Regions from separate parts of the Mus musculus genome. Here all the other regions are linked to region 1. Evidence: chromatin contacts called from public HiCAR-type and promoter capture Hi-C data. All regions are on one chromosome and are shown on one strand. Each heading gives the region's core, a stretch centred on a gene start, on an enhancer-like site or on the middle of the called end of the contact. The rest is flanking DNA. Distances are from core to core; before and after follow the strand shown.

Region 1 (5,719 bases), core at 2,044-4,543:
AGCACACAACAATCTATGGACTCTAACTCTTGTGTGATGGAAAAGCTCTTCTAGGAAACTTCCACCACCTAAGATTTTAAGATTTCAGTGTTTTACAATATGATAATTCAATACAGTGGCCATACAATATGTTGTAGTTTAATTAACAACAATTAAGTTACATGTCAGAACTCTTATTAACGTTCCTTTATTCGGGTATTACATAGTAGTAGCTGGTAGTTATTGATATTTGCTAGTATGTATTAAGCCCTGTTATGAACACTTCATACAGTCTTAACCTCAACATCCTAAGATGTAGGTTCTTAGTGTCTGGATTGGAAAATCAACACACAAAACTTCAAGGGTGCGTGTCTGCCAGGTGTCTACTTAGAGATCCAGTTGTGAAGACTGGACCATACATGACTCAAAAATCCATAATGGTGATTGTTGCTGTCATAATCACTTTCCCAGTTTAGCTTTGGATGTTAGCATGGTTTCTGCCTTAAGTAGGAAGCATGTTCATGCCAAAACTGCCACTCTGATTCAGATGGCAGTAATATCTATTTTAAATTATGTTCCAACTGCTATGCTTTCTGATTCAGTGCTATAGAATCTTATAGTGGCAATGAAATTCATAAGTCAGAGGGAAAAAAACAGCATCTACTACAGACAATGTTTCTAAAATGGTACCAGTTTCATAATTTCCAAAACAGTACTTTTTCTTCCAGAATTAAAAGAGAATACCATTATCTAAGCTTTAAGAATGTAATTTCCTCTACATACACTATGTGTGCTCTGTAATATCATCACGTATTAGTATTTGGTTCTCTTTTTTTAATGACAACGTAATTTTGGAACTCATCCCTTCTCTATCTCAAATCATGTTTCCCCCAATCTTTACACTTACGCACACTGTGTGTGTGTGTGTGTGTGTGTGTGTGTGTGTGTGTGTGTGTGTGTGTGAAAGCGTGTGCATGTTCATGTGTGGTGTAGATGTGCCAAAGCCTATATGTCTTGAGATCAAAGGACAGTTAGTTATAGGAGTTGGTATTCTCCACCATGACAGTTCTGGAAATGGAATTCAAATCATCATCTCTGATGGCAAACGCCTCCACCTGCTGGACCATCTCAACGGCTCCTAATCTTTTCCTTTTAGAAAATACCTTGTCTAACCAATGTTCTAAGGATTTTTAAGGAAAGGAGATATGTACTTTAGGTTTAACTGTTAAATCATTTTACATATTGAAATAGTCTCATGATTGCAGGTGCTAACTATCAGTGAACCTGTAAACTTTCTAATATCTTTCCCTACAGCTTATAATGTGGCTTTGGTGACACTGTTGGATGTGGAAAACGTCACAAACGCCATGAATGTCATCATCGGTTACCACTGCCCTCTGCTTTGTATATCACAGCAGTCCCCCCCACCCCAAAAAATAAAATAATAAGTGAAATGCTACAAACCTACTACCTTTCTCATGAACTGAATTTAAGACTCTGAAAAATATGTACAAGACACAAAGTGCTGGAAAAACCTAACTAGTTTGTGGTGGAAGTTCGATTTCAAGTTAACAGTAGGGCTTCTCCAACTTCTTATCAAAATACCAAGAATTTTGTACAAAAAAAAAAAAAGTTAGCGGGGGAAGAGGAGGAAGAGGAAGAGGAGGGGGAAGAGGAAGAAGAGGAGGAGGAGGAAGAAGAGGAGGGGGAGGGGGAAGAGGAGGAGGAGGAGGAAGAGGAGGAATAGGAAAAGGAGGAGGAGGAGGAGGAGGAGGAGGAGGAGGAGGAGGAGGAGGAGGAGGAGGAGAAAAAATCTCAAGGTGGGGGGAGGGGGCCAGGAAAGGCAATTGTGAATACTGAGGTGGTTTCAAGCAAAGCTGATGAGAGAGAGCACTGAAGAAGGCTCAGCTGTTAGAGCACTAGCTTCTCTTCCAGAAGGCCTGGTTTCAATTCCCAGCACCCACATGATAGCTCACAACCCGCTGTGACTCCAGTTCCAGGGGATCAGATTCCTCCTAGGACACCTACCCAAGTGGTGCACAAATCACACACATTAACATTTCATTTCTTTTTAATTAATGAAGGAAAATGATTACAATGTGCGCTCACTCACTCCCTACCCTACTGATAAGAAATTCTGATAATAAACTGAACCAGATTCTTTTTTATGAGCCTCGTGACTTGTGTAATTTCAACAGAAAAACCCATCTTCAACCGTATAAACAAAATACTCTTACCAAACTGGTCTACAATTAAAAATCCTACTCAATTCCAAAGCAAATGCTTTTGTGAAGCGAACAGACCAGATTAATTCTGCACAACTGAGCTCGAATTATTCTACCACCCACTTAGATTCGTCAAATCTCAGCCTTGGCCCTAGAGATAGGTTGAAATTGAAATCAGGTGACCCAAACTTCCCAAATAAATATGCATAGTGTAAAAGCTAAAAATAAAAATGCGACTGTTCTCTTGATCACACACTGAGGTTGAACACAGACATAAGCATTCAGTTAGTTCTACAAGGGTATTATTAGGAATACAGAATGAATAACACGCTCAATGTGACGTCTTAACATAAAGAAGAGCAGAATAATGGGTAAATAGTTCCTCTGTGCTTGCAAGTACTCCCCTTAGGGTATTTTCACACCCAGCAAGCCCTTTAGGAACACCAGCATCCAAAGTCCGGCCTACACCTGAGGCACACAGCACAGCTAGGGTCTCAGAAGCACCAGCTTTCAGACTTCAGCTCACACTTTCAGGATGTAGGAGTAGGGTCACCCTCAGCACTCACAACCCGTGGCGCCCAAGGGACACGCCCAACCCGCTCCCGCCCACGTAGCTCCCGCCCCCGGGGCGCCCACGTCCCCGCTGCCTAGCAACGCGGCGGGGCTTCCTAGCAACGCGACAAACTCCAGCCCTCCCCCGCCCGGAGGCGACCGCCCGAGGGATCCAGCCTACCTCCTTTTTCTTCTGTCCGCCCCCGAGCTGGATGCAGAGCAGCAGCAGCAAGAGGAGGAAGGGAAAGCTACCAGTAGGCAGGTAGCGCAACCGGCGGCCCGCCTGTCTCCGGCGTGAAGGAGCGGCCCTGGCACTCATGGCCGCAGGGCTGTGTCTCCTCCACGCGCGGTAGCCGTGCGCGCCCAGCTCCTACCGTGCCCGCGCCCGCCAGGCCAGTCGCCAGCAGCCTCTCCTGGCCAAGGCCTCGGGGTGGCAGCGGCTTCTCCAGGGAGCTGGGTGGAGGCTAAGGACGCGGAGGAGGAGGAGACTGACAGCGCATCCGGTTCACCAGGAGAGGGACAAGAATGGCGCGGGATGGAGCAGGAAGTGGGCGTGGCGAGAAAGCGGCTCTGTGCGCGCGCGTCTCCGCTGCTCTCTCCGGGGCTTCCTGTGTGCAAGCATCAAGAAGTAACCCCTTGCTTTCACCTCTGACCCAACGCTGGGCTGCCCACTAAGCACACAGGGCACAGGAGTGTGCAATGAGCCCGTTGAGCCAACCTGCCATCTGGATCAGGAGGACATCCCGCTGCCTTCTTGCACCAGAAGGTTCCCATCACTTTAATAAGTTGCTAGGGACCCCTATATGTATTCTCTTGAGGTCCTTACCACACTTGAAACACAACATAGTTGCCTGGATGTACATGAGTGTTCTACACTTTGCCCCGGGGTTTCTTCCACCTCCCATCAGGGCCCTTAGAAGCCAACCTGGCTAGAAGCTATTCATTCACTATTCATGAAGTTAGCAGCATTGCTCTAGAAACTAACAACATTTTTCTATTCAAAAATGAATAGAGCGTAATAAAGGCATCTTGTAACTGCATTGTTTCCTCTACCTAAAGATTTTTTTCTCTTGTACGATAAACACCTTTGATAGTCTGATGAAAAACCTAAAGACATTGAAAGTACTTTTAACTGCATAAATTATACACACACCCATATATATTTATGTATATATATATATAATTATTAAGGAATCCATTATAAAGCAAATATTCACATTGAAATAATTCACTTTGCTAACCAACAAATACTTGTAGTGGGGAGATATTAGACAATATTGTAAATATGAGAAACAATAGTTAAATGCTAGACATGACAAAAGGTCACAAAAGTGCAGGGGCATAGCTAATAAGTCACATGAGAGTCAAACAGTGCTCACAGATGGCATCTGACAGCAGTTTCAATCTTGTGATTTTTGATGTAGTGATCACAACATTCTATGTGACCTGTAGCAACTAGGCTATGATATGGCAAAGCCAGTTTCCATACAAAAGTAATAAATACTGCTGATTTGGCATAGTGTAGGATGAAAAAAAAAAGTTGTTCCACAACCACAGGAAATTTTAGTAAACATTTCATAGACACATTAACACTCAATATTTATGTGGTACAGCTAGAAAAAGATGAAGCAGCAATTCAAACTTTGGCAGTTCAGCCCTGTATCCATGCACATGCTACATCACCTTATTTAAAGTTTTATTTATTCTTATTGTATGTATATGAGTGTTTGCCTGCATATGTGTACGAAATGCACACCTGGTGTCTACAGAGGCCAGCAGAGGGTATCTAAGCACCTAGAACTGGAGTTACAGATGGTTGTAAGCCATCATGTGAAAATGCTAGCAATTTAACTCAGGTCTTCTAGAAGAGCAGCCTGTGCTCTTAGCCACTGATCCATCTCTTAACAGTTTTTTAAAGGAGATCATAAAACAACTCTTTTATGATTCTCAGGTTTTTTGTTTCCCAAAATTATCTGAACATTATGTTCATATAAGTTAGTTTATGGTTTTCTGTTTTCTGTTTTTTTTTTTTTTTCCATTTTGGTTTTTAGACAGGGTCTCACACTATAATCCTGGATATAACAAAGACTACCTTAAATCATCATTCTCTTGCCATTACCTTCCAGATACTGGAAATATAAACATATACCCATCATACCTGTACTGAGCACACTTCTTTAAAGAAAACTGATCTGGGCACCTTCACTGCCAGAGGACAGGTATCTGCCTGGCCTTGGAGGCCTTTGCCAGAGCATCTGCCGGAGACATCTTGGTTCCCGGATCCTCCCAAGACTAGTCTGCACAGGCTCCAGGCATCGGGACACCGTCCCTGCCAGAGGAGAGGTGTCCACCCCACCCAGGAGGGCTTTGCCTTAGCATCCACAGGAGCCATCTTCCTTCCCAGATCCCACCAAGACTAGTCTGCAGAGGTGAGAGTGTGGACTACAGAAGCTCACAGTTTCTGGGACAGGCCCTGTTTACAGCCTTTGTCTTCAGCCAGGAGGCAAATCCGAACAATATATATCTGTGCACCTTCTCTGCAAGAGGAGAGCTTGCCTGCAGAGAGTGCTCTAACCACTGAAACTCAGGAGAGAGCTAGTCTACCAGGTCTGCTGTTAGAGGCTAACAGAATCAGAAATACAGGAGAACACTGCTAAAGAGTTCCAAGTCCTTAACGAAAAAGAGGAAAACACATCCAAAAAGATGATGGAAATGAACAAAACCATACTAGGCCTAAAAAGGGAAGTGGACACAATAAAGAAAACCCAAAGTGATACAAAGCTGGAGATAGAAACCCTAGGAAAGAAATCTGGAACCACAGATGCGAGCATCAGAAACAGAATACAAGAGATAGAGAAGAGAGAATCTCAGGTGCAGAAGATTCCATAGAGAACATCAGCACAACAATAAAAGAAAATACAAAATGCAAAAAGATCCTAACTCAAAACATCCAGGAAATCCAG
Region 2 (5,670 bases), core at 417-2,916, 2.0 Mb after region 1:
TTCCTCTCCACAAGTGACTCTAGTTTTTGTCAAGTTGACAGAAACTAAATAGAATTCTGTCTTAAGGAAATTACTATTCAGTCGAGTACACAGGTACACAAGTCAAAATCCTAGTGCCTTTTCAAAGTTAGTCTCCACAGCCTCTTTATCACCAAAACCAGCCCTCATCGCTGCTTCCTAACTATCTTATATCTGTTTACTTCTTTCTCTCTGTACTGTCCACCACCACTCCAAACTACCATCATTCATATGTGTGTGTGTGTATAGAGAGAATACCACACACACACACATATACATACATATATATATATATATATATATATATATATATATATATATATATATTCCCCTAGATTACAAAAGTTTTGCAATTTCTCCAATTGTCTTCCATAATGTGAAAAATCTATTGGATTTAATGATTTAGACTTCAGTGAAGGAAGCAGAAGTAAATCTTACATTAGTTTCTAAATTTCCTCTATATGAGATGGTAATTACTCAAATCCACACCAGGTACATGTATGCACAACACATGTTATCACTAATCACCAATAGTCACCATCCCCTGGTTGGGCATAGTACATATCATCATTAGTAGTCAGCACCTCCTATCTGGTTGGACGTGTGAGTTGAGAATCATTAAAAAGACTTGTACAGTCTTCCTACACCTGCTTTGAATATGCCCGCCCAAAGCCGGAGCTTCCCTTCAGCATTTTCTCAGTCAGTCGCTTCCAGATGATCCTAGGATCATCTGAAAGCCTGGGGAAGCCCTGATGTGCTTCTCCAACACGGGTGAGAAAGTCTGTGGTATGAAGGTGTTCATCTATTTTCTCTTGGAGTAGTAGTGACTGCAGTAAAGTTTTCCTTCGTCTCAGGAAGTCAGACTGAGCCAGCTCTGCTCTTTTGCTATTACAGCTGGGACACTGCGAAGAAATGTGTTGCGTAATCGCCCCTATGTACGCCAGAGTCGCTCTCGTGTTTTCCAAATAGATTCTGTTCCACAGTTCATCAGGGATCGTACAATTGAAAGCATCTACCTCTGAGGTCTCTGCAATCCATCTGAGCTGCAGCCTTTTGGGTCTGTTGCTTTTCTTAGCTCTTAAATCCTGTCTCTGGTGAATCAAGTTTACTTTTTTAGTACAAAAAGACTGCAGGGCATCCAGTTCTTCTGCGGATTCCTTAGGGATTTCTGGTGGGAGTCTACGGTCGGGTTGAGATCTTTCAGAATGAATTTCTTTGCTCTTGAGATGGTTGATCCACATTTCACTCAGCTTATTTTCATCCTTCTGTAAGAGTGAAAGTTCTGACTGCTCGTCTTGCTCTTCCGAACTTGTAGTCGGCGTTTTGGTCTCGACTGGGCTCTCAGAGGTGTGTGAATAGGATTGTAATTCTCCAGAGAAGCTGATGGAACCAGAACTCAGTACCTCATCTGCACAGGACCCGGGGAACTCTTCTGAAACTTGAGTAGCACAGACGTCCGTCTGGGCCGGGCCTCCGTGCTCTTCTTTTGAGTCCTCCGGCTTCTGAGCAGGTGGCCACCCCATTGTCTCGGACTCAGTTCCTCATCTGCTTTGCTCTGGTCAAAAATGGGTCTGGAACCAGTAAAGAGGAGCCGACAGGGCACAATCTTTGGTGTAGTTGAGTGCCGCGAGCTTCTTCTTCCGGGTATGCCTTTCCTGGTTGACATGGCAACGCGGGCCGGTCATGCGCAGTGAGTGGTCTCCGGTATCCCGCCCCTTTCCTGTCTCTTGCAGGAGCCCGTTCAACAGCTTTTAATTCAGCCCTCAGGCTGCTGTGTGTAATTCAAGGGAAAAGGTCGCAAACCTTTCAGGTCAGACCAGGTGTTGAGCATACGTAAGTCCCATGGAGACAGACAGATGGCACTTGACAAAAGAGATAACGCGTCTTGCCGCAAAATTTCCACAAAAAGTGCTATCTGAAGTCCCCAGTAATACATACCTGTTTTAGAGCCAAGGGAGAAGCTGTTTGTAGATTTGCCTTAGAATAAAAATGGAAATACTCACAATATTCTCTAAGGTCTCTCCACAGTCTCTCAAGGCTCCTGAAAACCCTCGCAGATTCCTCAAAACCACAGTGTTAGGTGCTGTCCCTTCCAACTGCCAGATCCATACCTTCATCTCTAGATGTTGTGCTGTATGGCTATTACCACCTACAAGATGCTTTACACGGAGGGTTCGGGTGCATTTCCTGCATTCTGTATATCTGAGTCTCTGAGGATAAAGCCTAAAGATGCAGCCTGCTCAAGAAATCTGTTAGTGTGCTTAATACCACTTACAAAGGGACAGTGGGTTTTGTGACATGAGTAATTCCACTTTAAGAAAGTCTAAGTATCCTCCTATTTAATTTCAAACTCAAGCCCTTACCCAATGATACATCCCTCTAATACGGGGCTTTTAAAAGACATTGCCTCAGACCCAAATGCCATATAAAGGCACATGTTGAAAATCCTGATGATGACCCTAAAGCGCGCGCGCGCGCGCGCGCACACACACACACACACACACACACACTGGACTCTCAAATGCACTTTGTCTTCCTTCCCTGCATCCCTTCCGACACTGCCGACTCATCCTTGTGTGTCCTCACCCACTCCCTTACTTTGCCAAGGTCAATGGTCTGAAATATTCAAAGATAATCTGAGAAATTTGGTCAGCCTTCCTTTAAAGATAAGAACTTTCCAACTTCCTCATTTCGGCCAAATTAAAGAAAGCAGAAAGACAATTGTGGATCTAAGGGATTTCCAGCAGGATTCGTGTTTTTATTCTAAATTGTTTCAAAATCCTCCCTCATGCTCCCATTCATATTTCCATATAATTCATTTTTCTCCCCACCCCCAACAAGGAATGTGTCTTTAAAGTACATCCTCTAATAACGTCCATGTGCTAATACCCAGGCTCATCCAACTTCTATCTTTTAGCACTGTAAGTTTATCTGTTTTTTAAAAATAGCTTCATCTGTGACCAAAAAATATGAATAGGAAATTAATCAATTTTCTTTTCATAAAAGTAGCGAGATACTGTGGACAGTTTAACATTCTAGTAACTGCTGTTTAAGAAGAAAAATAGCTGCAGCATACTATCATGTTCAGATAATATTCATGAGGATAGAAGTCAAAGTTTGGACTTGAAAATAGAAGCTGTGATTTATGTGAATCACTGTCGACATTTCAAGTGTACTGCAGGGTGGAATTTCATGGTGTCTTTGTTTAAAACCCAAGTCCCTATTTGTTTCTTGTCTGTAAACTAAAGGTCAAATGCATCTACTGACTCCCATACCTGAGAGTCATTAGTGCTTAGTGTGCAGAGGTGAAGACATTGTGGAGCACTGGCAAAAGACATGCGGTGCTTCTTAGAGGATGGGAAGAAAAGTGTGAGCAAGAAGAACGCCGCAGATCACTTTTTTATTAATTGAATGTTTCAAGAGAGTGGCATGGTCAGAAAGCATGGAGGGGAAGAGGAGGAGGGAGTCCCATCTTCCCATTGGATCCCAAATTCTTTTCATACAAAAGTGAGAGACACAGATTACTTCCACTGGCTCGTCTAAATGTATGTTCAACCGGGATTCACAGGAGAAAAACACGGGAAGTCACATTCAACAGTTCTTGTTTTTAATTAGGATTAAAAAAAACAAACAAACCATGGAATTGACAGAAAATATGTATATACTTCCCAGAGAGTATAATGATAGCATTTCAGTGTCTCAACAATTGTATTACAAATTATTTATACTTAAGCTAACATATATCTACAAATTTCAGAATCCTTTCTTCTAGTTTATGCAAACAACTCTTAGTATTACATTTTCACTTCTTTGTGTTAATGTCATCTCCTTACAAGTTCTTATCTGAGTGGCTACAGAAAGTCATTAAATTGATAATATGTGGTATTCCAGACAGTCCTATATTTGTCAGTCTTCCTCAGGCAAATATTCAGTAAATGTTAAATTTCACCCTCTGTCTCTCCCCTTTCCCTCTTTCTCCTTCTTAAATAGGAAATATACAGTAAAGCCATGTTTCCCAGGCATTACACACATGGTATCTGTCACCCACATTTGCATACTGTCCATATCCACTAGCTTCACTAGAGATAATTTCAAATATTATAATTTATCGTCTAGTTTGGTATTGGAAAGATAAACCAGTATACATTGCTACATACTTTTTAGACTGTTTCCCTTTTAAAAATATATTGTGTGTGTTACCCTGAATCAACGTTCAGGTATCCTCCCTGGTTTCTCTCAGTAACTGCACGGTATCCTGTTATAAGAATGTACTATGTTTGAATGGGCAGTTTCTACTTATTCTTTGTGTCTCGGGAGACATGTATTGAAGATAATTCCCACTAGTGAGATTACTGTAGCACAGAGTAAAGATGCATGTGGGTTTCCAGCTGCCCTGGGTAAGGAGTATACCTTTGACATTTCAGCCAGAAACTATATAAAACTGCCTGTTCGGAGAGCGTGATTTATGGGCCATTTATTCATATTTGTGGGTCTTTGCTGATATATCTGAAATTATATCTTTTGTAATGTAAAATTGAACCTCTTTTGTTATTAGCGAAGTGGAACAGATTTTTATATAAATAAGGATCATTTAGATTTATTTTCAGTGTGCACTGCCTATTCATTTCTTTTATCTATTTTATTATAACACCTTCATCGTTACTTTCAATTATTTCAAAGCACTCAAACAACACTTTCTGTGTTGAAAATACTGTTCATTTTTCTGTGACATGAGTCCTAAGTGTTCTGTCAGTTTGCCTTACTCACGTATGTTGTTTGTGCCTTTAAAGGGATTCATTTTGTATGAAAAATTTTCAGTCCTTTCCCAACCGTTCTTAGATTGTAGTAGATTTTGATTGTATTGAAAGTGTCTTGTTTAACTGGCTTCCCTTTTGCTGGTGCACAGTCCTCCGAATTTTAACAGTGAGACACATGGAAGCACCCTTCAAACCCGGGTACAAACCATCTTGTTCCATCTCCTTTGTTTTCTCAGCTGGCCATGCTATCTGTAACAGTTTTTTTCCTATTGATTTTTTTCCTGTGAATTTTCAGATATACAATCACATTATGTGCAAATGACCACTTCTTTTTAGGCCCCTCAAGGCAGATTTGGTTGTGTTTGGGTGTTGGCTGTTGAATCCGAGTTCTCCAGCCTTTGAACAACAAGCTGTGCACCAGCTACTCGTCCCGCTCCCTTCATTTCTAATTCTGTTGTCTTCCTAATTGCATCTGTAATTACCTGAAAGGATAAGCCAATTATCTTTGAACTTAAAAGAGTCCTCATTTTCTAAATTAGATATTTGTCTTTGTCCAGATTGGTAGAGTACACAGACAACTTCTCATTGTTTAGAAATGGTTGGACATTAGATATATAAGTCAAGATGATAGGCATCAAACAAAGTTAGCCTCTGAAATACAATTGCAAAATTTTCGTATGTATAAGCGGATGGATAATTAGACTTTTAGAGAAATGTGTAGATTAATGAAAGCTCTCCAACCAAAAGTGTCAGATGTTCCATCTGTGTTCTTTTAATATTTTCAGAGCATTATTCACTTTATCAGGCTGACATTTTTAAAAACTATGATTAAGGCCAGGAATTTGGCTCAGTCGTGAAACGCTTGCCCCACATGTATAAATCCCCAAGTTTATTG
Region 3 (5,796 bases), core at 2,099-4,598, 2.2 Mb before region 1:
ATCTCACAAAATGCCAGCCACAATGCAATACAATGCAATCATTTGGCATTAAACACTCACATTTGATTTTTTTCTAAGTTCCATTTTGCCTATTGTTTTGTTATAACCTGCCAGCATAAAAAAACAAGAGCAGAACTGTAATTGAGATATAAATCAACTACCGGTCTGTAGTCCTGCATAAGTCTCACTTCTAGTCCTCATAAGGGAGTTTAAATATGTTTGCTTTCACAGAAAGCAAGAATTAAACAACTTTTAAAATAGGATTTCTAGCAGGTCATGGTGGCATACACCTGAACTCACAGTGCTTGGGAAGTGGGCACAAATAAATCAAGGTTTTCCTCAACTACACACTGAACTAGAGGCCAGCCTATATGGGGTATATGAGACCCTGTTTCAAACACAAAAGAGAGACTGAACTCACCCAGGTCCCCCGTCCGTCCGTCCCCCCCCCCCGCACCCACAGTTTGATCACAACCCTCTTTAACAGTCCCAGGGAATCTGACACCCTCATCTGAGTTCTGCTGGAACCAGGCAAAGAAATAGTGCACATACATACATGCAGACAAAACACACAATTAATGTGTGTGTGTGTGTGTATGATTTTTTTTTTTTCAAGACTGTGTCTGGCTCTATAGGACAGGCTAGCCCCAAATTCCTGATCCTACTGTCTCAGCTACCCAACTCCTGGGACTACAGGTATATGTCACTTGCCTGGCTTTTCTTAAAACAGCATGGGAGAAGTAACTTCAGATTCCTTCTGAAGAGAGACGCATGCATGATGCACACATACATACATACACACTAAAGAGCAATTACTTCTAAAATATTTTAAACAAAATCTCTTCTATTCTCATCCTTTAGCCATTATATTTCTTCATTTTTATACAGCATTTCATGCATCCCAGGTCGGGGGTGGGGGGGGACCTTAAACCTCCCGCGTCTATATCCCTAATGAGGGGATTTTTACAAGCATCCACCATCATTTCTGTTTATTTGGTGTTGGAGAGCAAATGCAGAACAATAATACATGCTAGGCAACTACTCGATCAATAAGCTAGCCCTAGCCATTTATCTTCTAGACAGCCTTCATGACTTCTTTTAACTTTAACTGAACTTACATCCCAATATGGCAAGGCTACTAACGTTCGAAGTAATTTCAGATAACTAAATCAATGCCTGTCAGTTGTTGGTATAACAAATTTAAGCAAGCAGAAAAGATCATGAAAGAAAGATAAAGCCAGATAAAGAATGTGGAAGGCCATAACTTGAGAGAAATGGACTTGGAAATTGAAGCTACCCAAATAATTGTCTTATGACAATTCAAACTCAAATGAGTTTAAAAAAAAAAATTAAAGACAAGGGACTCCCAGAAAGTACTACTGTATAAATCATCTTATTTAGCTAGTAGGAGCGGCACAGCTCTCAAAGGATGAAGATACACCAAAATGGCAGGTCAGAAGGCTGCACACCCAAAGTGTGTGCTTACTAAATAGACCCTTCAACCCTGCACCAGCTTTTAGACAGCATAGCCCAGTATAAAGTGTTCCCAACTTTAATACATATGAAACTAACACACTAAGGTGTCAAAAACAAATTTTCCCCATTTCAGAAATACCTTTCTGTTCCACGGTTCAAAGCAACTGTCTGCTTATTAAAATTTTAAAAACCCAGTAAATTCTTACACTTTATACTTAGAAAGAAAGCACTAAATTTATGACCTATCGTTTCAGATAATTAAAAATATGTAATTTATAAATAATTTTAAACTCAATTTACATTAACAAAGACGTTTAGATACCCCAAGTCTCTAAGATCCTTCCAAACGCTTTGGGTGTTAACACTCACTTTGGAATATAATGAAAATAGCCCGCAGCTGCCATCTAAAGACCCTTGAAGAAAATGTACTCTCCTGATTAAGTCATTAAATCCCTGTTACTCAAACTATTCAAGAACTTGTTACTCTCTTATTTTTTAAAAAAGCTTTAGGCATGAGAATTCTTTTTTTTTTTTTAACTACATTTACCGAGGTGTACCTTCAAGTGCGAAATTCGGTATTAACGACGCCAGCCAGTGGCCCTGACCAGGAAGGTGATAGGGAAAAGGCAGAAGCAGGTGCACAAAAAGCTCTTGAACACCGGCTCTAGTAACCAGAGAACACCGAAGGCGGGGTCTGGAAAGCGGTTATGGGGCGGGGGTAGGAGGCGGTAGGGGCACCCAGAAAGCCCGCTTCTTCTAAGCGCCAAAGCACGATCTGTCACCCGTAGTTCCCACACCAATCCTAATACCGCCATGAAAGAAAGGGGAGGAAAAAAACGTTTTGTGTTTTGTTTTGGGTTTGGACCAGGCTAGCGCGAGAGGAAAAGTTGGTTCACGCAGACGCCCCCACAGGGGGGCCGAACACCTAATCCTTAACAGCAGTCTCTGCAAAGCAAGCCAGGCTGCCAGAATCCCACTGGACATCTCGCTTCCCTCCCACCCACCCATCCCCAGTCTCCCCCTCGCCCCCCCACCACCCATTCTAGATGTAAAGAAACTGGATCTTCCCGAAGGGGTGAAGAAGGGGCAGTGGGAGGAGCGCGGAGAAGGATTATTAAATTAACATTTTCTTAGCGAAAAGAACCTACTAGCAGGAGTCAGGAACGCCTCCAGGGGCCTTCCTGCTCCAAGAATAAAAGGGACCGCAGAAAACTCCCGGGCCACAGACTCTCTGCACCCAGGAGGATCCGGGCCGCCCGGGACCCCTCCCAGGATGGAATTCGGCGGGTGGGCTGGGAGGGATGGCGGTCCCCGGGGCCTCGGGCCGCCAAGGCCAGTTTCTTTCGGAACTCATCACCCCGAACTACAAGGCAACCTTCCCCTCCACCCTGGAGGGGGGTGAAATCTCCAGCACCGGGCGAGCGGTCCTCACATGGGACGCCCCAAGATCGTGGAGGCGCCAGCCAGCGTCGTCCCAGACGCTCGCCAGAGCTAGCGTGTCAGTCGGCGCCGAGAGGAGCCGATGACAGCCTGGGGGTGGGGAAGGATCGCGCAGCCATGGGACCTCAGAGTTAAAACGGGCAGGCGTGGCCCCAGGCCGCTTCCAGCGCCGCGCCCGCCTCGAACCACCCTGTGCTCCGGCCCGCGGTGGCCCAGGGCCGCGTTACCTGGAAACGAAGCCGCCCCTCCTGCCAAGGGCCGAGTGGCGGTCGGCCGCCCCTCCAGGAGCCGCCGCCGGCAGCGGTTCTTCCTCCAAGACCGCGGAAGGGAGGCCCACAAATCCCCCTCGACTGCCCAAAGCCCCAATGGCCGCCTTCTCTACATTAGCTAACTAGGCGCCAACCGCCGCAGCCACCGCCATCTTAGGACCTCATTGTGGTGGGAGAAGAGTGGGGGGCGGGGGAACTGCAGAGGGGGGGGGGGGCGCAACGCTCCGCGAGACGAGCGCGGTCTCCTCGGCAACGGCTGCGCGGGGGCGAGAACTCGCCGGGGCTGGAGCCGCAGTGCGAACTCCGGGCGTGCGGTGACCTGAGTCACGTGACGCTCGGGCCTTCCGTGGAGTCACGTACCGCCCCTCTAGTCAGGAAAAGATTTGTGCAGACGAACAACCTGGGAACTACACATCCCAGAATGCCCACTCAACTGGGTAGCCAAAAGAAACGGAACTACAAATCCCAGTGTGCTGTGCGCCTGCCAGATGGCTCCGCTGTGTTTTTTAAGGCTTGAGGCCTGTGGGGTTTATAAGTGCTTTAGCTCACTGCAAGTCTCCGGGCGCTTTCTAATTTTCTGTGGAGGCATGAGCTTCCAGATGGAGACCGGAAGACTGGGAACCCTTGTAGTGCATTCCTACCCACTTTCCTATCACGAAGGATACTGATGAGCCTTTACAATCTAACCCCTAATTTTAGCAAGGATATTAAATCAGTATGTCATGTGTGCTTAGTCGGTGGAAGAATCATAAATAAGATTGTCAGTGGTCATTGCCACTTGGAACGCTGTCCCGCTACTTTGTTGGTAGAAAGAAGTAGTTGTAAACAGAGTTTAATCTTGTGAAATTTTCGCTGAACGGATAGTCTTTGAAATCCTGTTTAATTTATATTCTTGCTAACGGCTGTGTTAAGGTTAATAAATGGATAAATAGTGTCATAAAAACAGCACAAAACAAAACTTTTTTTTTTTAAGTTGCAAGGCTTTCAATATGCCAGGCTCCGAAGTTAAGACTACCTGTCGATTTTAGTTGCATGCATACACATTCTGTTTTTAGACAGCTTCTAAATGTCTAAAATAGGATTTTTTTAAATGTAAAATAATGTAATTGAGAAAGAATAGGTTTCTGTTTTTCCACAATAAATTGCTCCACACAATTACCAACAAATTGTTTACAAAACAAAATACTACAACTCTCTCAGAGCACCACGGTTCCTATCAACTAAACTCTTCCTGCCCAGGGCAATTTACTACTGTGTCCATAGCCTTCTGTATTCGTTTTTATCCTGTTTCTGAGGCAACGTCTCTTGTATCTCAGGCTGGCCTCAAATCTCTGACTTCAGATCCTTCTGCTTGTGGAATGCTGAAGTGTAGCATTCCACCTCAATGTAGCTTGTATACATAAAAACATACGATACCTTAAGGAAATGAATCAGTACACTGCTGGAAATCAAACCCAGGGTTTCATGCATGCTAGGCAAACATTCTGTCAACTGAGCTACACACCCAGCCGGGTAGTGGATATTGAACCTAGGGCTTTTCGACATGACATGCTAGGCAAGTACTCTACTACTGACCTATAATCTTTAGGCCTCTATTTTTCATTTGGATCTGAGTCTCACTAAGTTGCCTACACAGATCTCTCTCTCTCTCTCTCTCTCTCCCTCTCTCTCTCTCTCTCTCTCTCGTGTGTGTGTGTGTGTGTGTGTGACTAAGTTGCTTACACAGAACTCTCTGTGTCTCTCTGTCTGTGTGTGTGTGTGTGTGTGTGTGTGTGTGTGTGTGTGTGTGTCTCTGTGTGTGTGTGTGTGTGTGTGTGTGTTTTAAGAGGATATGATTCTCTTTCATTTTGGGAGAAGTGCAGGGTGAATCTTGGAGAACCTATGAAAAAGAGTTGAGGTATGTGAATATGATCAAAATACGTGACATGAAAATTGCAAAGAATAAAAATACTGCATATTTTTAAATAACTTTCCTCAAGCATCACTGGTCTTTTAGGGAAATATGGGGAGTGGGGGAAGCCTGAGATGCTGTAAAATTATCCTGACTTCCAAAAATGTAGCTTGTATATATAAAGACATACAATACCTTAGGAAATGAATCAGTTTGGTATTAATAATACCTGATTATGACAAAATAAATGATATGGGCAGAAAGCACTTTAGTAGTTGGGACAGGGGGAGTAGGGCTATATTATCTCAAAAATAATAGTAGCTCTAGGACTTCTATGGAAGATGAAATATGGTACAGCCATCTGTAAAAATGTGGGAAACAAAGAGGTTGGGTATTAAAATACATATGGGAACTGATTTTCAATATTTGGCATTTAGGAGACATATTGAACATATTTGTTGAAATACTCAGGAGTATGAATGGCAGGCTGATTGGAAGGAGATGGGTTATGCCAGGAATACATAGTACATTCCGAATTAGCACTGGCCAGCACAGAAACCAGGCTGGTGGAAGTAGAGATTCATGTGGGGTGAGGCACAGAGGAGGCTGAACAAGGTAAGACTGAGCAACAGGTTGGGTCCAAAGTATAGAAAGTCTTATTACCAATCTGAACAGATTGGACTTTGTTCTCCAGGGAATGTGTGAAAAACTTACGGGTTC
Region 4 (5,381 bases), core at 2,736-5,235, 2.8 Mb after region 1:
AGGGACAGCAAGCAGCTCTAGAGAGTGGTGAGCTGTACTGTAACAGTTGCCCCTGCAAGTAACTGGGTTTCGACTCTATCTGTTTAGAATCACCTCTATTTAACCTACTCAGGTTGTCCTCATTAGGGCTTTTCACTTAGAACACCATCGCAGCGATCATATACTGTATTTTTAGCATCTTATATAAACTTCCTTACAAATGCCTGTTACATAACCAGGCCCCCCAACCCCCACCCCAGGCTTTCTTCCAGCCTCTCCTAGATTTATGGTAGAGGTAAGCAGATATGTATGGGTTAGTGGACCCCTGTCCGGTGACTGAATGTTCCAGAGACTCACTCCACCTGCTCTGAGCAGGACTGAGTGTGCAGCAACAAAGTACACTTCTCAAGGTATGGTCCCTTCCCTTTCAGCCTCTACCTTCTGTTCCATTTGCATCAGGTGTCACACTGCTGTGTCCCTGGGCTTGGGAAACACTGTTCTACCTGCCATTGTGTTCGCATAAAGCTCTCCAGCTGGGCTCCAGGGGCAACTCTGAGCAGCGTCTAGTTTGTCCTCTGTACAGATGGCAAATGGGAGGCAGGTGACCTCTTCCCACCGCCCACGGAATACAGTCAGCATTAAGGTGTCTGGATTCCCTTCCTTAGAGGGCTTCTATCAAGCCAGCAGTTTCTCAGCCCTGCTTTCTCATATATAATGAATGAGACTACTATTAGGTGGATTTTGAAACCCTGTCTATAGGCGGTTCACCTATAGAAACACTACTGGATATAGGCAGATTGTATAATACTTTATGATTTAGTGTTCAGAGCATTAGCTAGATTCTAGCATCAGGAATGTCATTAACCTGAACCAGGAAATGGACTGTATATATGTATGTATGTATGTATGTATGTATGAATGCATGTATGCATGTATGATGTATATGTGTATGTACGATTGAACACAGAGCTACCTAGACATATATTCTCTCCCTTTGTGTTATATTCCCCGGGTCCACGGTCATTCAGTTTTCTTTCTTTCTCTATGATAACGGGGAAAACAAATGCTAAGTTCACTGACTGTACAAATAGGAGGTTCAAATGTCCTCCTGCGTAGTGTGCAAGCAAACCATTGTGTCAATGTTATTCTTAACAGTCTAGCTATATCAGGACAAGGCATGGGGTGCGGCAGTGGGCAGGAGGGATAAGCAGGGAATGATGGTGATAAGCATTTTCCAAATTAGGAAACAGATACGCTTTTCTTCTGACTCTCTTACATAACTGATCTATTTTAGAAGACAACACTAAAAAAAAAAAAAAAAAAAGAAAGGCTGAAACGAAATACAAACCTCCTGATTTTACTACTTCATTAGCAAAGAATGACAAAAGGCAGTGATGCTACAGGAAGAAAGGAGAGAGCCCTTGAAGCCTGTCAGGCACCTCCTGCCCAGAGGCTGGCTTGCAGGACGCCCTCTTTTTTCCTCCCAGCCTGCTGGATGAGTCAGAGACCAAAGGCTAAGTTTTAGAAAATGAATGAAGGTACTAATTTCTCTCTCCCTTGAATTTAAGAGGCAGTTGCATCAAAGGGCATACCCTTTCTAGTGGCACAGAGAGACAGAAGAGTGACCTATTACAATGCTAGCGATTACAGTGCTGAGACTTCCTGATTCATCGGGGGAAGTTGTGCTGCATACAAAGGCCACAGTGGAAATACAGCCTCTTACATAAATAAGTTACATAAATGAGAGAGAACAGGTTATGTAAATGTATAAACCAGCAAACATGAATTATAACCATTTACAAATGCCATGGAGAGCAGGACACAGTTCCTCCTACCATCCCCTCCCTCCTTATTTTGTCATAACTGTGTCACTTCATTCCATGCCAGATTCGGGTGTATTTGTCATAGTCAGTAGGGAAAAAGACTGCAAAGGACAAGGCGATTCCTCATCTCATTTTCTGAGACACGCGTTTTTCTTTAGAGAGAAATCTCATAACAAACCTGATTTGAAACTGTAACTGAGAAGACCTATTTGTTTACCAATTTATTATTATACTTTGTCTAATCATGAATGCAGTTCATGAAATGTTTGCTAGGGCACAGTCTGGAAACTGCCTGGGCAAGAATGAAGTGTGCAAGTGAATAGTGTGTGTGTGTGTGTGTGTGTGTGTGTATGTGAGTGTGCCTGTGTGTGCATGTGCGTGTGTGCGTGTGCATGTGCATGTGTGTGTGTGCATGTGTTTGTGGTCGCACACATGGCAAGAATGAAGCATGCAAGTGAATCGTGTATGTGTGTGTGTGTGTGTGTGTGTGTGTGTGCATGTGCACTCGCACACACCCATATGTGTGTGCACGCGTGAATGCATTATACTGGTTAGATTTTTTTAAGTCTCCAGTGAGTGTCTCCGCATCTAACTCACATCATTGTTCTGCCTTGGCTATGGTTCCATGCTTGGGGGCTTGCCTAGAAGACAGGAGGACCCAGGCTTGATTCCAAAGCTACACATACAAGGTAAACACCATTGCCCATGTAACTTAGATTTAAGGTTCTCCTCATAACCAATTCTCCGTGCTCCCCAGATGAGAAGGAGGTGCTCCCTGCCTGGCTGCACCTTGCTTCCGGACTGTCTGGAACAGGAGCCCGGGATTTTGCTTTTGTTTTTAAGTCAACTCTTCTTTCTCTAGCCCTTTGTTCCTGTGCCCTCTTTCTTTTCTGAGGTTTGCTTATTGTGTAGCAGAAAGACGCTTTCAAACCTTTGTCACCTGTTCTGTGTAAGCAGGATCTCGTGTGTTTGCAGACCTCGTGTAAAAAAAATTGAAGAAAGATAACTGTTGATTAAACATTATATACGATATTATCACCGTGAGAAGATCTTAAAATCTCTTTGTAATACTGACTGTATGATTTCAGACAAATATATTTCCTTTCCTGTTACCAAGTATTTGAAAAAGAACCAAAAGCCTTAAATCTCTTCCTACATTTTCCACCCAGTACTCTGTAATCAAACCTATAAATATTTCCATTGAGAATATTAAACTGGATGCTGTCACATTTAAAGGAACTAGAATCCATTACATACGAGCCAAACTGTCTTCAGTCGACAAAGCTGCGGAATGCTTGCATTGTAGTGATCTGGTTTCTGCCACAGGGAAAATGTTTTTCTTCTATATTCTCATTTAAAAACCTTTAAGCAACTGTGGGTTCGTGTGTATGAAGGTTGTGGAGCCCATCTGAGGAACCTGGAGACTTTCACTCTCTAAGGTGTGCTTTGTTTATTTAATAGTTTAATGGGGGGGGTTGGTGTATTGCACTTTTTAAATTAAAATTTAAAGGTCACTCACAAAGTATCGGGCTTCTTTTGGACAGTTCATTTCTTCGTTTGAACTCTTAATAAACTTTATCACAAGTCAGCACTAACCAAAGGAAGTGGTCTCTGGACGTGGAATGTGTGTGTGTATAAAGTTGGCAGATTTCAGTTTTAAGTCTCAAAGTAATCACACCGTGCATTCACAATCCCTTTGCCTGTTCTGGCCGGCCGTAACCCAGGGCATCTAGACCCACCCAAAGTTTCCTTTCTATGGCCAGGAGGAGTCGGAGTACCTACTCAGGTGCTGCAGGTTTGGGGTCACAGCACTGCTGGTGCACATACGAACTGCACAGCGCCCAAGTTATAGGCCTGGGGATGGACCTCGGTTACAAGAGGTGTCAGCTCGAAGGCCGCCCAGGAGACTTCGGGCTTTGTTCAGTCACGAGCCAAGCCCTCCTCGTCAGAGAAGCCAATTAGATCCCCGCTGGGGATCATCTGATCTCACGTCCCTCTCCAGGAGGGGCTCAGAAAGGGCGGGACCAGCCGGCCAGCTCTGGTGAACTAGGAGGCCGGCCGCATGTCGGGAGGCCGGGCGCAGAAGCCAAGGCCCGCCCCGCTCCGCCTCGCTAAGCCTCGCCCCTCCTCTGTAGGCCCCGCCCCCAGGGGCTCCCCGGGCGCGCGCCGCCCCGCCATGTCCGCGCGCCACGCCCCCCTGCTCGCCGGCCGCGTGCGGAGCCGCGCGCCCCGGAGGTTCCCGGACCGTGGCGGCGGGCGGCGGCGGCAGAGCAGCCCTGTGCGGGCCATGTCTTCTCCGGCCGTGGCGAGGGCGTCCCCGGGCGGGAATCGGGAGGCGTCCGGCGGACCGCGGAGCCGGAACGGGCCGTGGGAAGTGGGCGGCGGCGGCGAGCGGTTGGAGCGCGCGGGCGCGGAGTCGGGGCGCTGGGAGCTTCTGCTCCGCCGCGGAGAGCTGCTGGCGCTGGGCGGCCACCTGAAGGGAGCGCTGGAGGCGTTCGCGGCTGCGCTGCGCCGCGGGGCCCCGGCCAGGCCCGAGCGCCTCGGGTCGCTAGTGGACTGCCTGGTGTTCAGCTACCGGCTCCGCCACGGGCTGCGCTGGAGCGCGGCACCCGCGGCGGGCGCGGCCGGGCTGCTCAGCTGCCTGAGCTGCCGGGGCTTCCTAAGCGAGCCGGTGACCGTGCCGTGCGGCCACAGCTACTGCCGCCGTTGCCTACGGAGGGAGCTGCGCGCCCGCTGCCGCCTGTGCCGGGACCGCCTGCCACCCGCCGCCGCCGCCTCGGAGGGGACCCCGCGGCCGCCGCCCCTGGCCGCCGCCATCGCCGACTTCCGAACCAGCGTCGTGCTCAACCACCTGGCGGAGAAGTGGTTCCCGGGCCAGCGCGAGCGCGCGCGGGCGGCCGGCCGCCTCGGGGAACTGCTGCACGAAGGGCGCTACCGGGAGGCCCTGGCCGCCGCCTGCGACGCCCTGCGAGCAGGTGATGCGGGGCTGCGGTGTGGGGCCGGGCGAGCGGGGATCACGAGTGTGGGAGGGGGCGGCGCCCCGGGGTGCTTCGGTCACGGTGGGGATCGCCTGGGAGCTGCAAGTGACGCGGCGCGGGGAGGGGCGCGGATGCGAGGTTCCCTCGTGCGCGCGCCCAGCGGGGACCTGGGGCCGCGGAGCTTGGGCGCGGGGTGGGTGGGGGCCGCAGGCTTCCCTCAGTACTCTGGCCGGGAGCCCCAGCCGGGGTGGGGGCGAGCATCCCCGGGCTTGGCGGGAGCTCGGGGGATACCGTGTCTACCTTGGTCGTGCACTAAAGTCACCGGGGCAATTAGAAGCCGCGGGAGGGCAGAATTGCATAAGCTGGGTGGGGGGGCGTTGTGTAACGGGTGACGTTCAGTGGGCGTGGCGGGAGCCCGGCGCGGGCACCGGCATCGGGAGGCCCAGCGACGGCCCAACTCCGAGTTGGTGGCCGGCTGCCCCCGAGGTGGTCACCTCTTCTTACCTGCAGGATCTCTTGCTCCTGGAACCTCCTCCACCTGCCTGTCTCATATCCTGCTTCCTCCGCCCTCTGTGCTGCTCCCTTGTACCCCTGGTGTTGG

What was found. Promoter capture Hi-C pulls out the DNA fragments that hold promoters and counts their contacts. HiCAR-type assays count read pairs that join an accessible place to other places.
Region 2: a HiCAR-type map of astrocytes shows a contact between it and region 1, with 5 times the contacts expected there. The contact joins the promoter of AI429214 here to the promoter of Tusc3 in region 1. A contact is called at or near these places in 2 of 39 promoter capture datasets (hippocampal neurons and liver) and 1 of 115 datasets of contacts at active chromatin or transcription factors (astrocytes).
Region 3: a contact with region 1 is called in a promoter capture Hi-C map of pre-B cells. The contact joins the promoter of Pcm1 here to the promoter of Tusc3 in region 1.
Region 4: a contact with region 1 is called in a HiCAR-type map of astrocytes, with 6 times the contacts expected there. The contact joins the promoter of Lonrf1 here to the promoter of Tusc3 in region 1. A contact is called at or near these places in 2 of 39 promoter capture datasets (hippocampal neurons and liver) and 2 of 115 datasets of contacts at active chromatin or transcription factors (astrocytes and embryonic forebrain).

The regions. Positions count from the first base shown.
Region 1 is chr8:39,003,419-39,009,137 of GRCm38.p6, reverse strand. Tusc3 (tumor suppressor candidate 3) reads right to left here and starts at 3,293. Exons shown (of 10, transcript NM_030254.4): 1 at 2,938-3,293. The coding sequence starts at 3,075.
Region 2 is chr8:36,989,571-36,995,240 of GRCm38.p6, reverse strand. AI429214 (expressed sequence AI429214) reads right to left here and starts at 1,666. Exons shown (of 1, transcript NM_001039220.3): 1 at 1-1,666. The coding sequence starts at 1,541. The coding sequence ends at 660. The region is part of intron 2 of G630064G18Rik (RIKEN cDNA G630064G18 gene); the gene reads left to right.
Region 3 is chr8:41,237,311-41,243,106 of GRCm38.p6, reverse strand. It overlaps Pcm1 (pericentriolar material 1), which reads right to left and starts at 3,348. Exons shown (of 38, transcript NM_023662.3): 1 at 3,144-3,348.
Region 4 is chr8:36,247,963-36,253,343 of GRCm38.p6, reverse strand. Lonrf1 (LON peptidase N-terminal domain and ring finger 1) reads left to right here and starts at 3,985. Exons shown (of 12, transcript NM_001081150.2): 1 at 3,985-4,777. The coding sequence starts at 4,090. It overlaps Gm35712 (a long non-coding RNA gene), which reads right to left. Exons shown (of 4, transcript XR_870368.3): 1 at 5,285-5,381.